2 separate regions of the Mus musculus genome follow, and region 2 is linked to region 1. The links are chromatin contacts, called in public HiChIP or PLAC-seq maps. All regions are on one chromosome and are shown on one strand. The core of a region is the stretch at or near the end of the contact, and the rest is flanking DNA. Distances in the headings are between cores, read along the strand shown. Region 1 overlaps Dip2c (disco interacting protein 2 homolog C). Region 2 overlaps Dip2c (disco interacting protein 2 homolog C).

What was found. HiChIP or PLAC-seq counts read pairs in DNA pulled down with a chosen protein or histone mark.
Region 2: a contact with region 1 is called in an H3K27ac HiChIP or PLAC-seq map of heart atrium, with 2.6 times the contacts expected there. The contact joins two enhancer-like sites. A contact is called at or near these places in 3 of 484 Hi-C or Micro-C datasets (Th1 cells, embryonic stem cells and liver) and 3 of 115 datasets of contacts at active chromatin or transcription factors (embryonic stem cells and heart atrium).

Annotation. Positions count from the first base shown.
Region 1 is chr13:9,310,893-9,318,395 of GRCm38.p6, forward strand. The region is part of intron 1 of Dip2c (disco interacting protein 2 homolog C); the gene reads left to right. Among named protein-coding and RNA genes, the nearest start is that of Dip2c, 38 kb to the left of the region's middle. Within about 2 kb of position 3,364, at least 19 of the 459 cell types and tissues checked have an H3K27ac peak or open chromatin away from gene starts, as enhancers often do. A contact at or near this core is called in heart atrium, where this site is marked.
Region 2 is chr13:9,443,004-9,450,506 of GRCm38.p6, forward strand. The region is part of intron 1 of Dip2c (disco interacting protein 2 homolog C); the gene reads left to right. Among named protein-coding and RNA genes, the nearest start is that of Dip2c, 170 kb to the left of the region's middle. Within about 2 kb of position 3,703, at least 21 of the 459 cell types and tissues checked have an H3K27ac peak or open chromatin away from gene starts, as enhancers often do. A contact at or near this core is called in heart atrium, where this site is marked.

The DNA of each region.
Region 1 (7,503 bases), core at 2,114-4,613:
GGCTCTTCTGTTGTATCTTGGGTGGTGCCCAGAGTAGCTCTAGGTACTAAGGTGTGCTTGGTGACATTCAAAGGCCTGTAGCACTCTGTGGATGCCTTTCCCTGGGTTTCTTTACAGCTGTCTCTGTGGAGTGCCTGGAAGTGGAAGGAATCAGGAGAGGGTGTGGTATGGCTGCTTGGGATTTCTCCGAAGCCTTTTATTTCAGTGGCTAGCCTGGTAAGAACACTTTTCTCTCCCCTCCCCAGGTTAAACAATTGTTTAATGAAGTTTGTCTCTTTACTTGGATTGGGGCAGTACTTATTTAAATGCTATCTTTGTCTTTTAGGCCCAGACCTGTTGATTCTCTAGTGAGTGGAAGAAACCATGTAGAAGTCTCAAATGTCTTGATAATACAGATTTCTTGGAGCATTTCCTTAAAACATTGCAAGCAGCACATGTTATATACCTGAGAGAATCCATTTTCTCAGTATATTCCACAGTGCTATGGGACTACAGGCTGTGTGTGTAAAGTGGCTGGCATGAGGGTTGTGGTGTAGGACAGTTATGCTGCTACAGGATTGAAGTTTATCATAAACATTTAAAGAGATTATTTAGTTGTCAAGTCGTTGTAGATTTTTTATTTCAGCCATTAAAGTTTTTCAGAATGTTACTTGCTGTTGGAATTCTGGTGGTTTCATGAATTTACCCCATCAACATATTTTCTGGCAAGCTCCTATTTATGGTTGATGGACAGTAGCCCAGTCACATGTCCTGCTACATTGTGTCTCCCTACAAGCAACTACCAGAGGCTGATTCCCTTTCCTTACCAAGCATTTCAGCTCAAAGCTGCCTTATACTGGAAGGAAAATGCACTCTAGTCCCAGTAGCCTCTGGGGAGTGGACTTGTGGAGTATGTGTCAGGCTTATATTAAAGAATATTCAGAGCTGGCTGCATTTGCATGCAGGGCATTTCTCCTACCTGCTTCACATGGCAGGGGTCTTTCCTCACTTTGTTAAGTTAATAAAGCCCAGGGAAGGCTCAGGACTGCACAATGTGGATGCATGTGTGTTTGGAGATATGCAGGGACATGTGGCACTCACCTGGGCAAACAGCCCTTGGCTTTCTGTGTATCATTTCTGTATCCTGGCCCCAGACCCAGGATCTGACGGTCAACATATCTGGCATATTGCTGTTTGGGAAACTGGAGAAATTGCAGTGGTCTCCCAAATGACATTAGAGAAATTAATTGAGTTTGTCCATAGTGTGGGTTACACGCACATGACTTACTAGCTGTAGAGATGGCATATCAGATCTTGCATACCTGTTTTGAGGAGTGGGTATTTTGTTTTCTAGGTAACAAAGATATTTTCTAGTCATAAGTGAATGGTTTTAAATATGAGATGTCAATGATGTATATCCTAAGCCTAGAAATATTCAATATGAACTGAGATGCTTATTAAGATTTCAGACCCAGAGCTGAGGCCCATATTTTGTGTACCAAAGCAGACCTGATTTCCAGGTTCTCCCAGCATCTCTCAGTCCCTACTTGGCATACATACCATTTCCAACCTTCCTCCAGAGGCTCTTCCCTACATAATCCAGACATTTTGGTGTTCTCGTTCTCTGTCTCTCTGTCTCTCTCTGTCTCTGTCTCTCTCTCTTCCTCCCTTCCTCCCTTCCTCCCTTCCTCCCTTCCTCCCTTCCTCCCTCCCTCCCTCCCTTCTTTTTCTCTCTTGCACAGACGTGTGTCTTCCTCTTCCCCTTCCCCTCTTTCTCCCTCCCCATGGTGACTTCCCTGGCCTCCGTCCTTGGGCTAGTGAACTTGCCAGAGAGCAGTTTCCCAATAAACCTGTGTTTAATATAATCTAATCTGGCTTGAATTTGCTTATTTCACTGGTGGAGAAATAACTTATCAGTGCTAAAGCCAAATTTCCAACTCACCAATGGATCACATCCTAAGGAAGTGAAATTAAAATATTGTGGCAATGAAGTCTGTGTATTGAACTTATCCTGAGGAGGCGTGTTAATCATTTATATTAGTAGAAAACAGTTTCCATAGCTACAAAGTATAATGTTTGACTATGAAGCAGTTGAAAAAGCTCTTCCTTTCCCTGAGTTTTTATTGGTCTATAATCCATCTCAAATGATTTATAATGTGAAGATGAAGAATAGAGATGGTCTCATGCTGGTGTTAAGGGAGGAGTTAACCTTTCCCCTTTTTGGCTCTACTTTTCCTGTTGTCAACAAATACAGAGTGACAGAGGAAGACAGCTATAGTTAGCAAGAAGGTCATGTGTTAGGAAAAGTAGCAACCATACAAAGAATTTATGGCTTTCTTAGGGTTTTCTGTTTGACAATTTTGGATACAGTCCTGAATATATGCCTTATTTTCAGGGCAGGCAATGAGGACACACCTACCAGGATTCTTTCTCTAGAACTGTTCTGGCATTTGAGCGTAGATTCAAGGCTCTGATGGCCAAGTGCTAAGCATTGCTAGTTAAATGTAGTGGAGCCATATCTCCTATTGTATTAACGAGATCTGCTGCCGGGCAGTGGTGGTGCACGCCTTTAATCCCAGCACTTGGGAGGCAGAGGCAGGCCGATTCCTGAGTTGGAGGCCAGCCTGGTCTACAGAGTGAGTTCCAGGACATCCAGGGCTATACAGAGAAACCCTGTCTCGAAAAACCAACAAAACAAAACAAAGCAAAACAACAAAACAAGATCTGCATCGTCAGGAAAGATGCTGACAAATGTGTGGTGAGGAGAATCAAAGCACTTATGTAGTGGGCTGTAGTAGAGCAAGCATGCTTTTGCATTAACAAGAATAGAAAATATGTAGAAAGATGCAGGGGTGGTGTGCCTGTGCTCTCTCAAGGGCCTTGTATGTGTGTATGGAGGCTAGACCAGAATCTCAAATGTTTCCTTTTATTGCTCACTGCTTTAGTATCTTGTCTCTCACTGAACTGGAAGCTTGCTATGTCAGTTAGGCTGGCCTTAGAGCTTTCAGGAACTCTGCTCTGAAATGCTGGTGTTACAAGCATACTTAATATGCATTATTATTATTATTATTATTATTATTATTATTATTATTTTAAATGTAGGCGCTGCAGTCCAAACTTAATCCTTCATCCATGATCATGAAACACCTACAGTGCCATAACCCCATCCCTTAGGGTTTTTTGGGGGGGGGGGGCGATTACAAGTAAGGGGGGCAGGTTGAGTGGATAGACAAAGCTCTTGGTACTATTTTATTTTTTAAAGCAAATTATTCAAGCTAAGATTGAGCCCAGCTGCTCTGCAGCCTTAGCAAGGGGCACTATGGGCCACTCTGTCTCAACCTACAGCGGTGGTGGAAGAGAGTTGGGAAGGTCTTTGTCAGGCTTGAGGGTGACATACTTCATGTTCTATTACTGGGTCCTCAGTCTCACAGGGTTTGGGAATGTGGTCAGGCTGTTTGTCAAGAGCATTTTGGCCCACAGCCAGTGGCAATCTTTGTACAGGGGAATGCATGTGCCAGTTTATTAAAGTTGATACTGCTTAAGCTTTTAAAAATTATTATTTTGAAACAACATCTCACTATGTCTGGTCTGGGTTTTCACTGTATAGCTCAGGCTGGATTGAAGTCACAGTTTTCCTGCTCTGGCTTTCTAATGGCTGGGGTCTTAGGCAGGAGCATCGTGGCCAGCTGTTGCCTAGGTGTTTTATTTTATTTTTTTATTCTATTAGCTATGCTGAGTGTTAAAAAGGAGGTCTAGCTAGCTCAGGTTGTAATTTGACCTCATGTTTTACCAATAGGTTATTTTTTCTATATAGCTTTCCTTTATGTTTTTGTCCTAAGTTTCCTTTTGTGATGCTGTCATTGCTAATGATGAATAGATTTCCCAGGAGTGGGGACCACAGCCTGTCTTTTCTGGCCGTTCATCTATTTAGCCTGCTTCAGTAGGCTGTATCAGGGTTGGTACTTAGGAGTCCCACAGGTTCAGGATGAGGAACAGCTTTAAGGTGTGAATTCATTTGGGCAAATATTCAAAGTAAACATTTAGATGCTTTCAAAGGGCTGGAGAGATGGCTCAGCAGTTAAGAGCACTTACTGCTGCTTTTGGAGAATAACCAAGTTCAGTTTTCCAGCACTCCCGTTGGGTGATTCACAACTGCCTCTAACTGAGCTCCAAGGGATCCAATACACTATTCTGGACTCTTGGGCATGCCACACACATGGCACATACCATGCGCGCAAGCACACACACACACACACACACACACACACACACACACACACACACACACAGACACAGACACAGACAATTCTTAAAACATAAGAACTTATTTTAGAAAAATGCTTTCAGAGGTATATAGTCTAATCTGTATTTTACATGAAGTAATTACTAGAAGTATATTTTACTAAAGGACATTGGAACAAAAATTAAAATTGTAGATGTGTTTGTTAGCCTTTGTTTTCAAGATAGGGTATTGCTATGTAGCTCAGAATAGTCTTGAGTTTATTGTGTACTCCAGGCTAAAACTCAAGACAGCTCTCTTGCCTTAGCTTCCCAAGTGCTAGAATTATATATACCATACCTGGCTCTGAAGTGTGGATACTTACTACCATAAAGTTGTAATTGTACTTTTTTTTTTCTGTTTTCTGCCCTTTCATACTTTGGAGATGAATTTTTTCAGTCATTTGGTCATTCTACAATACTTAGTGATATATCTTTCTCATGTAGTTACTATGTTGGGAAATAAGATCACTGCTGGTGAGGAGTACACCTTGGTGGAGAAGCAGATAAGAACTGAAAACCATTATGTGGTGTGATCCATGATTCAAGACAGGAAATGATAATCATTATGGATACTTATGGAGGTTGTGGTCTAGCTCTTTAGTAGTGCAGGGGAAAGCCCACCAAGAGGCCCTGGTGGATGTCCTTTGATACATGAACTTGGCTGGACTGTGGGAGAGACGAATGAGCTGTGTAAAGGCTGTAAAGGCAGGTGGAGCTGAGACAGAAAAGAAAAGCTTCTATTGATTTTGAGAAAAGGAGCTGAAAGAGATAATGGATATTTGCAGAAGGTACTAGCTATAAACCATAGAAAGAAGTGTTGGAGCTATAGGCTGTATACCTTCAGATTTGTTCCAGAGCACACCTGTAACTGCCCATAGCCACAGATATTTTAAGAGGACTCTTTGCAGACTGTTACAGATCTTGTATGAGTTAGAGCAAAAGCAGAACATCTTAGTCAAAGTGGTGCTGGGTCCTGTCTACAGTTCACCAGGGCCTAAGGACATCTGGAGTCCATGTATGAATTGGATAGGATCCTGGTTGCAAATTACAGTAAACAACTCAAACTAAATTAGGCAGAAGAATTAGTATGAAATCAGAAGCTTAGTTCCAAGCATCAAAATATAGAAGGTGTCCAGCTCAGGGACCAGAAAGACTCAAAGCTGCCCCATCTCTGTTTGTAGCCCCAGGTACAGGCTCTGCTTCTGAGGTCCAGCTTTCTGAAGTACCCAGCTGGTAAGGTGGATGAAAGGCTACTGGCTCTCTCTTGGCTTTGAGCCCAAGTTGGTAGAGAAAGGACTTTATTGATCATTAGACCTCAGGAACAGTTCTGAGTCACCACTAGCTGTGGCAGTGGGGACCAGAAAGGGCACATGGCAGAAGTGGCTACAGGGACCCTTATTTGCCTTGTAAGATGGTGACAATAGCCTTGTTATACTCAAAGACATTTATAAGTCATGTGATGTGTCACTTATGTTGGTCTAGCCATGTATAGTTATTGTAAAATTAGGGTAGTCCACAGACCTGAACATTGTAGTCACCTGACCTTGAAAACATTGCATGATGCTGTTGTCACTATATGCTGATTATGGCAAAATGCATTCTCAAGGTGACTGCCACTAACAAAGGGACAGGAAAGGAAATCACCCTCTGTGTTCGAGCTGTCCAGTGTGTGACTGTTTGTGTCTCCAGTGTGCTTCTCTCTCCTGAGTGTGGGGAGGTCACCATTCCAACAACAGGACTGGGGTGCTAGAAGACACTTCCTTCTGGAATTTTGTTGCTAGTATCTCTCAGAGACAGAAAACTCAAAATTACTTCTCAGGGAACATAAATCCCACTAGAATAGCTTAACTGGACACAGGCTTTGGGCAACAAATACTACCTAAATTTCCTTTTCTGTTTAGTGTGTTTATAATGTGCTGCAAAGCAATGGTACACTTAGATGTAACGCTATTTTTCTGAATAGAATTAGTGAAGAAAAGGTCTAAGGTAAGAATAGTATTTCTAGATTTTTTTCTTACTTCTTTTTTCTTTTTTTGAATTTTACTTGATATCCAGTGGCCACTGTGTTTGTACAGAAGTTTGCACACTTGCTCAGCAACCTCTATGGTCGTGGTTTCAGCATTTTCACCAGTAGTTCTCTTGCGCAGTCTACTAGAAGTTAGCAACTCCTTCCTCTTCCACACTGGATGATATAGGACTTCCAGAAAGGAAGAAGGGGGCAAAACCAAAAGTGTTTCTTCCAAATGGGCTTGGTAAAACAATTGATTTTCTTCTTATATAGAAAGATTTCACACATTTCATATAGTCTAAATGGGAGCTCTCCATGAAACCTCTCCCTTCAGAGTTCAGATAATCTCTCAGAAGAGGAGGCAAAAGGATTTCAAGGGCCAGAAGGAAAGGAGAACACCAGGAGAACAAGATCCTCTGAATTGAATAAGCAAGGTCTGTATGAGTTTACAGAGAATGAGGCAGCAAGCACCGGGCCTACGTGGGTCTGCACCAGGCCTTCTGCATATGTATTCTAGCTGTTAGCTCAGTGTTTTCATGGGACCCCTGGCATGAGAACGAGTGGGTCTCTGACTCTTGTGTGTGCTCTTTTCTGCATGTTGGACTGCTGTGTCCAACTTCAATATGATAGTTTTTATTCACTTTACTATATTTTAATTTGTTATGTTTGGTTGTTATCTTTTAGAAGCCTATTCTTTTCTAATGAGACAGAAAGGGAATGTATCCACAGGGGAGGTGAAGTGGGGAGAAACTGGAAGGAATAGAGGGAGGGGAGACTATAATCAGAATATATTGAATGAGAAAAGAATTTATGGTCAATAAAAGGTAAAAAATAAAAAAAAAGAAATTAAGTTTTCTCATTAGTGTAGGATATTTTACAAAATATTGTTCTTCTGTCTAACTTGCAGAAATGTACAAAAACATTGAATACTATCTAGTATATCCTATTGGATTATTTGTATATTTTATTATCTTTAAGTGAATTTTAAAAAACATATGTGTAGAAAAGTATTATTAATGTAAATAACCTTTTTGTCCATAAAATATAGAATTTTATCAGTCAATCAGTACAATTATTAGACTACTCCTAAGTTTCTTGCCTTTTTTTTATGATGGAACGGATATGAAACTATTTATCAGTTTCAATACATGATTATCCCTGTATATTCTAACAGTAATATAGGCAGTGAGAGTAGCTAGCAGTAGTTTTGATTGGTTAATAGAAAATCAAGTTAG
Region 2 (7,503 bases), core at 2,453-4,952, 130 kb after region 1:
TTTGGTCAGATCTACTCCTTTCTACCTGAACTCATCTCCCCAACTAATGACCACCATATTTCCCCTCTCAACTTCTCCCTCTCCCCAAGTCACATCTGAAACCTGTATGAAAGGTGTGGGCAGCCTTTCAGTGGCCATACTTGCAAAGGAAAGAGAACCCTTCTGCCTCCCAGCGCCATCAACTCATAGTAGCTCCTCAGCTAGGGCTGGAGCCCTGTGAACATCCCCCGCCCCCTGGGTTGGAATTTTAATAGGCTTGATGTTCTGCATGTTTTTGCTGGCAGCCACAGCTACTATGAATCCTGGCGTGCAATGACCATGTCCTATCCAGAAGATGGCATTTTACAGTGCTCCTCCCTGTTCTGTGGCACTTAAGGACTTGTGTTTTCTTTTCAGTTTTTCAAGCCCGAGTTTCTCTGTGTAGCCCTGGCTGTTTTGGAACTCACTCTGTAGATCAGCCTGACCTTGAACTCAAAAAGATTCACCTGCTTCTGCCTCCTGAGTGCTGGGAGTCATGGACCACCACCACTCAGCTAACAATCCTTTAATCTTTTTCTTTTTTCTTTGAAATGTGCTTTCTCTATGTAGCCCTGGCTTTTCTTTATAGACGAGGTTGACCTTGAATTCACAAGAGACCCACCTATCTCTGCCTCCTGAGTGTTGGGATTAAAAGTGTGCACTACCACTGTCCAGCTAAAATTGATTATTAATGTGTTTTTAATTGTAATGGAGCTATGTCAGTTTTATCCCCTCATTCCTCTAGTTCCTTCCTATGACCTTCATTCAGACCCTGCCAGGCTATGCTCCCCTCTCTCAAGTAGATAACCTCTTTTTCTTTGATAATTGCTATATATGTGTGTGTGTGTGTGTGCGTGTGTATGTGTGTATGTGTGTATGTGTGTATGTATATGTATATATATATGTGTGTTTATATGTATACATATGTATGTGTGTGTATATATGTATGTATTCATGTGTACATATAAGTACACCCACATATAAGTACAACCCACTGAGTCCGATTTTGTTGGGGCTGATCACTCTGCTTTGGACAATCAGTAATGGGACTCATCCATGGGAAAGGCCGGTTCTTCTCCCAGCTATCATTAGCTGCCTTTAGTTACTTATCTAGAGTTGGGACACCCAGAAGTTTTCCTCTTTCATATTAATGTGCCCATTGATACTGCTTTGGTTTTGATCTTGTTTATGCAGCCATTTCTAGGAGAGACTTCCTGGTATTCTGGCCCACATTTTTGAATACTTTCCAAGATGTTTCCTGAGCATTATTGACCGCCCTCCTTCTTGCCCAGTTGGAACCCTGTCCCTGTCATTCCATTTCCCTGTTTCTCATCACCTGTCTCACTCCTTTTCTCCAGACTCCCCAAACCCTCTTCTATTCTCTTTATAATTTCATGGTTTCTTTGGATACTTTTTGTTGTATGCTCAAATCTTAGGATTTGGAGTTAGGAATCACAGATGAGAGAGACCATGGAGAATCCTCAAAAAAACAAACAAGCAAGCAAAAGAAACCTAAAATGCATTACCCTACCTGGCTATACCACTCCTTGCCATATTCTCTAAGAGACTTGGCATCCTGTTTCAGACATTTGTTCAGCCCTATTTATAATAGCCAGGAAATAGAAGCAAACTAAATGTCCTTCAACAGGTGAATGCATAATGAAAATGTAGTACATATACATAATAGAATATTATTCAGTTGTAAAGAAGGAAGTTTGCAGGTAAATGGATAGAAGTAGAAAAGATTATATTGAATGAGGTAACCCAGACTCCCAAAGAGAAAGTGCAGGTTTCCTCTCACCTGTGGCTCTTAGTCTTTCTGCTCCTTCTCCCAAGATGTTTCTTGAGCCTTGAGGGTGGAGTTAGTATAAATGTTGATATTCAGTCATTTATTCTCAGGACTTTGACTTGTTATAAGTCTGCATGAACACTCCTCACTGCAAGAAGTTTCTTTAACAAAGGTTAAGAGCAGCACAAATCTATGTGAATAAACAGAAATATTTAGAAAGAAGTTTGGTGACATAACCATTTAGTGCAATAGTAGGTTCCTTCTAGGCTATGCCCAATTTTTAAGAATTTTTTTCTGACTGCCTCTCAGTGCTGTGGATTAAACCTAATACCTCACACATGGTAGGTGAGGTGCTGCCCCACTGAGCTATGTCACATTCCTACTGCTTTGTAGAATCTTAAATTCTACAAATCTAATCTAACATGTGTTTGAGCATATTAGACAATATCACACAGTCACAGTTCATAAAACTGTGTGGGAAAAACTGACCGAAATGTGAGCTGAGTGTCCTACAAAATCAAATTTCTCCTACCCAGATGGTCTTTGTGTATTGTAGTATGAAGTGCTGTCCTGTTGCATTTGCCTCATCTCCATGGCAACCTTAGTGTAGCACATTTTGTCACTTGGTGCTTTTCTTCAGGCTTCTCACAAAGCTACTTATTTATCTGTGTGGTGTGTATATTGTATATTCCCTCCATGGAAATAAGTACTAGAACCTGTCCAGTTATTCACATAGAACAGACCCTAAGGAAGCCACTGTATGGGCAGGAGGCAGGAAACATGGCTCCACAGAATCTTGGAACGGAGAGAGATTTATTTATAACTGATTAATGGGAGCAAACTCTTTTGGAAGTCCGATTGTGTCCACAATGTCACAGGTGGATCTACACAGCCAGTTCACTTTCCTGCTAACTCTGTGTTAGCATAGCCATCAACATTATCACTTGGTGTTTATCAGGCATGATAAAAATAGCTCATATCTTTTGTCCTTTGCTTGACAAAAATATCTCTGTTGGCTAAGGCTAGTTGTTCAGGGCTCTAATTTTATGGAACAAAGATGCTTTTTTATGTGGTCAGCATAAAAGTTAGGGAGATAGTGAAGTGCTTGCCATGAAAGCATGATGCCCGAGTTCAATCCTCAAAACTGAGGAACAAAGACAAACAGGTGTGTGGTGGTATATGCACTTACAGTCTGTGCTGTGAAGGCGGAAACAGGTGGATCCTTAGGGGTCATTGACCACTCTGGCTAGTTAATCAGTAAGTTTCAGGCCAATGAGAGAGGCTATTTCAAGAGACGAGGTGAACAGCAACTGAGGAACAATGCCTGAGTTTGACCACTGAGTTCTACGTGCACCAGCTCCCATGTACACACAGACACTCAATCATGGAGTCCCTTTGCTAAGGTCAGAGTAACAGCACCCTTACCCCAGTTAGTCCTTGGTGCTATTTGCCTAATTATGGAATTACAATCATCTTTTTCTTTTCTTTTCTTTTCTTTTCTTTTCTTTTCTTTTCTTTTCTTTTTTAATTTGGGAATAGTTAATTCATGATCCCTGAAATGCTTGTCTCTTAGAAGTTGTATATTTTGGGAGGTTTAAAGTATAAAACTTGAGGAAATAGCTTAGTTTCTTCACATTGCATATCTGCATGAGGAGAGATAGGTCAGGTATCTGTGGAGGAATATACTCTAGGCCCTGAGTTTTCTTAGAATTCTAGAAATGTGCCTCAATTCAATCACTTGATAATGTAGTACAGGAGATGAAGTCCTTTGCCTCTTGTCACATTGATTAGAGGTGGCAGCTGTGGAATTTGAACACAGGCCAGCTATGGCTCTGGATAGTCTCAGCAGTATCTGGCTTGGACACAGTGTTGATCCTGTAGAGAGGCAGCAGAGAGGGCCAGGGTCTAAATGCAACCTTGTTACGCACTTGGTCCTTATGTGCTGATAGAGGCAACAGATCAACCTGGTGAGAAGACCCTGAAGAATAGAGATTCCAAAAAGAGTGTTGGCAAGGTGTAAGAGTACCGCAAGTGCTCCTGGATTTAATAAGGCCCTTTATATCTTAGACCAGTGTCAGGGAGGAGCTGAATATGTCCTGCATGAAGCAAGCCTGAGTGCCGGTAGCGCTCATGTGAGCTGCTAAGGAGTTTCCAGACTCACCAAACACAAATACTGTGACCTAGATCCAGGCACTATTCATACAGTTTATTAAGTCCATTAACACCTAAAAGACTTTTTTTTCCCTGTATCTTACAAACTGTAGTGGTGTTTATCTTTCATCATGAAAGTAAATATATTTGAAAGCAAGTATATCTTTTAGGCTCCAAGAAATTGAAGATAGGGTAGTGCCTGTTAGTAGCTTACTTTATAATTTTTTTTTTTTGTGATAAAGTGTAAATAACCATTTGAGGTATACAGTTTGGTGGCACTAGCTATGCCTTGTTATTGTGCAGCCAACACCACCATCTCTAGAACATTTTTTTTTTTTTCTTTTCTCAGAAGCCAGGAGTTACCAATGCTTGTCTTCTACCTCAGTCAAAGCCTTCACTCTGTAAAGGGGAAGACACAGGAAACCCACCATGCTATTGTTAAATCCCAGGTGGAATTTGCCTTCTTCAGGACAAAAGTGTTGGTTACTAACTCAAATGGAGAATGGGTTTTGTGTTTTCACACACATTACTGATTTCAAAAGGCACAATAGGTTTGTAACTGTTAATACAATTACAGCGTGGTGGTATTTGCTTCTTACCTTACTTTGTCAACATTCTGGATTACAGTAGTAGTAGTTGTATAGACATTAATTCTTGGTTTTTGCTAAATGCTAGTCCTGGAGAGACAGTGTTAAAACCAGCAGACAAGGCTCCCATGAGAAGGGCTCTTGACATCTTAGTTTTTTATTTTATTTTTTATTGTTTTGTACTTCTTTAACATATTTGTTGTAGTGCTTAGTATATAGGGTTTTATACTTTATTTTAGAGTGTAATTAGCTTGAAATCATTTGGTTTTGTAAATCACAGATCTGCCTCATTCCACAAACCAATTTCAAAAACTGATTTTCAAGTGTTATTTCACTAAAAAAAACCAGCTCTTCCAGTGTAAATGTAATTTTTGTAAGAATTAGTTTTAGCGGTTGGAATGTAGCTCAGCTGGTAGAGTAAATTTGTTCAGCATCAACTCAGCCTTGGATGTTGTCACAATCACCACATGAAGCCAATATGGTTGGATAATTCCAGGACATGGGAAGTGTAGTAAAGGGAATCAGAAGTTCAAGGTCAGCTTGGGTATTTGAGAGGTTATTTTGTTGTTGTTGTTGGTGGTGGTGTGTTTTGTTTTGTTTTGTTTTGTTTTGTTTTGTTTTTTGAGACAGGGTTTCTCTGTGTAGCCCTGGCTGGCCTGGAACTCACTTTGTAGACCAGGCTGGCCTCGAACTCAGAAATCCACCTGCCTCTGCCTCCCGAGTGCTGGGATTAAAGTCGTGCGCCACCATGCCTGACTGAGAGATTATTTTAAAAAAGGATTTAAAAAATGATTTATCATCAGCAAACTTTTATTTGGATGTTTTTATTAGGGAATGGAGAGGAAGAACAGGCTATATCGAACTGCTGGCTAGAAGGACTTGAAAATAGAACGCCTGATCGATAGTAATTTTATTTTATTTTATTTTTTGATGGGATGGTTAGGTGTGTTTTTGATACTTTTTTTCCTTTTTATGCAACCTATCTTACCCTAGCTTTGAGCTTGCTATGTAACCCAGGCTGTGAATTCATGATCATCCTGCCTAACTAGGAGTACAGGTGTGTGTCACTGTACTCAATGGAATAACAAATTCTTAATAAATACTATTTAGAATTGTGAAGTTTAAAAAAGGTTATTTTTAAGTACAGGTGAAATCATTATTAAAATGATAAAATACAACAATTAAATAGTTAATGTAATTAATCTGTGGCTTTCTATTCTACTTGATAAGAAATGCTATAAGAGTTCAGTACAAAAGGACATTCAGAGACCGTACAACTCACTAACAATCACTGTATCTCAGAGATGCAGGTTTTGCATGTATAATTAGAAGTTTTTATAATATACATTTCAAAGTCTTCATATTGATGTAGTATTTTGATAGTATTAATGACTACGAAATCTTACAAAGTTTAGTCCTTTCTGGATAATATTAAAGTTTGTAAGATTGTTTTGTTAGAGGTTGTCCTCTTTCCCCCAAAATAAAAAATGAAACAAAACAAATAAACCATGAGTCACAGCAGGGTGGCTATATTGACTTTGGATTTGAGAGAAGAGGAAGGCCTGATGATTTCAGCTTCAAGAGCCCCAAGTCATTGTCTTTCCGTTGGCTCCTATGTTGGGTTGCTGTAAGAAAATCTAGAGTCATAGCCCTTAATTAATGATGAAAGTTCAGGAAACATTTTCTATCTCTAGAAATACAGACTAGAAACAGAAAGAACAGGAAAATTGAGAGTAAGCACAATCCTGAGGTAGACCTTCCCCATCACATGGGAGACCGTTACAGTTGTATCCAGAGCAGCAGACTTACGACTGCCTTTGTGTGACTTAGCTTTGCTCAGCATCATCTCCAGTGTTCTCTCACTTTCTTATAGCTAGGCAAAACAAGAAACCTGCCTGTAGTGGGAATGATATTGTTTCCTGGGATGTCATGAGCCATTTGATAAGCTGAGGGATGTGGGGTGCTCACAGCCAGACAGTCTAAATGCCTTTATTTTGTAGCTTCTTTGTGAATTAGAGAGCTGCTTTTGGGAAGCAAATATGCATGCATTGATGTGTTTTGTTTGAAATGGAGTCTCCTGCAGCCCAAGGTGGCCCAGAACTCTTGATCTATCTACCTTCACCTGTGGAATGCTAGTATTATGGGAGTGTGTCACTGTGCCTAGTTTATGATGCTGAGATTGAAACCTATCAGGACTTTGTGTATGTTAAGAGAGCACTTTACCAACCAGGTTACAGTGTAGCATGCATTAGTTAAGACTGAAAATTGATGCCAGGGTGTCAATTCTTATTTAATGAATGAGTGCTAAAAATCATTAAAAGGTCTTTTAAGAAGAGCAAATGCACTCGCCAGTATAGAGACTTTGTCTTCCTAAAGCAGGGCAATCTTCCCCAGAGTAGACAGAACCTACAGCTCCCTTTACATGGCTTTCCTGTTTGCAGCTGATATGGTCAGTCTCATCCCAAAAGGGCTTTTTCTCCCCTCGCTACTTGATTGTAGAAAATGAGACTTGACCTTCAACCTGGACAGACGCTTCTAGCTCTCCTTGTAGCTATTTCGTGAAAACGTGAACCCATCGTACTGTGTGCTAGGGATTTACTAGAAGTGGCCTTTTTGAGGTGGTGGTGTTTATCTTTTTATCACTACCAGACACGTGGTATTATCTTAGCATTTGCAATTCTTTCTGAGAAAAAGAATGCAAAAACTGAAGGATTAGCCAGTGCGTTTGAAAATGGTGTTTTTGAAAACACTTCAAGATAGAGGACAGAATCCAATGGTAACTCGAGAAAAAGGAATGGTTTAAGATAGTCACTTTCCCTGTTTGAATTTCACACTTTCTCTTTCCTGTCTGTGCAGAAGCCATTTGCTGGAGAGAAGGTTTAATCAAAACTGAGTCATAGGTTTGACTTCCAAAAATACCACAAGGCTGTCTTTCAGCACTCTTTCCTCATGTCTTCT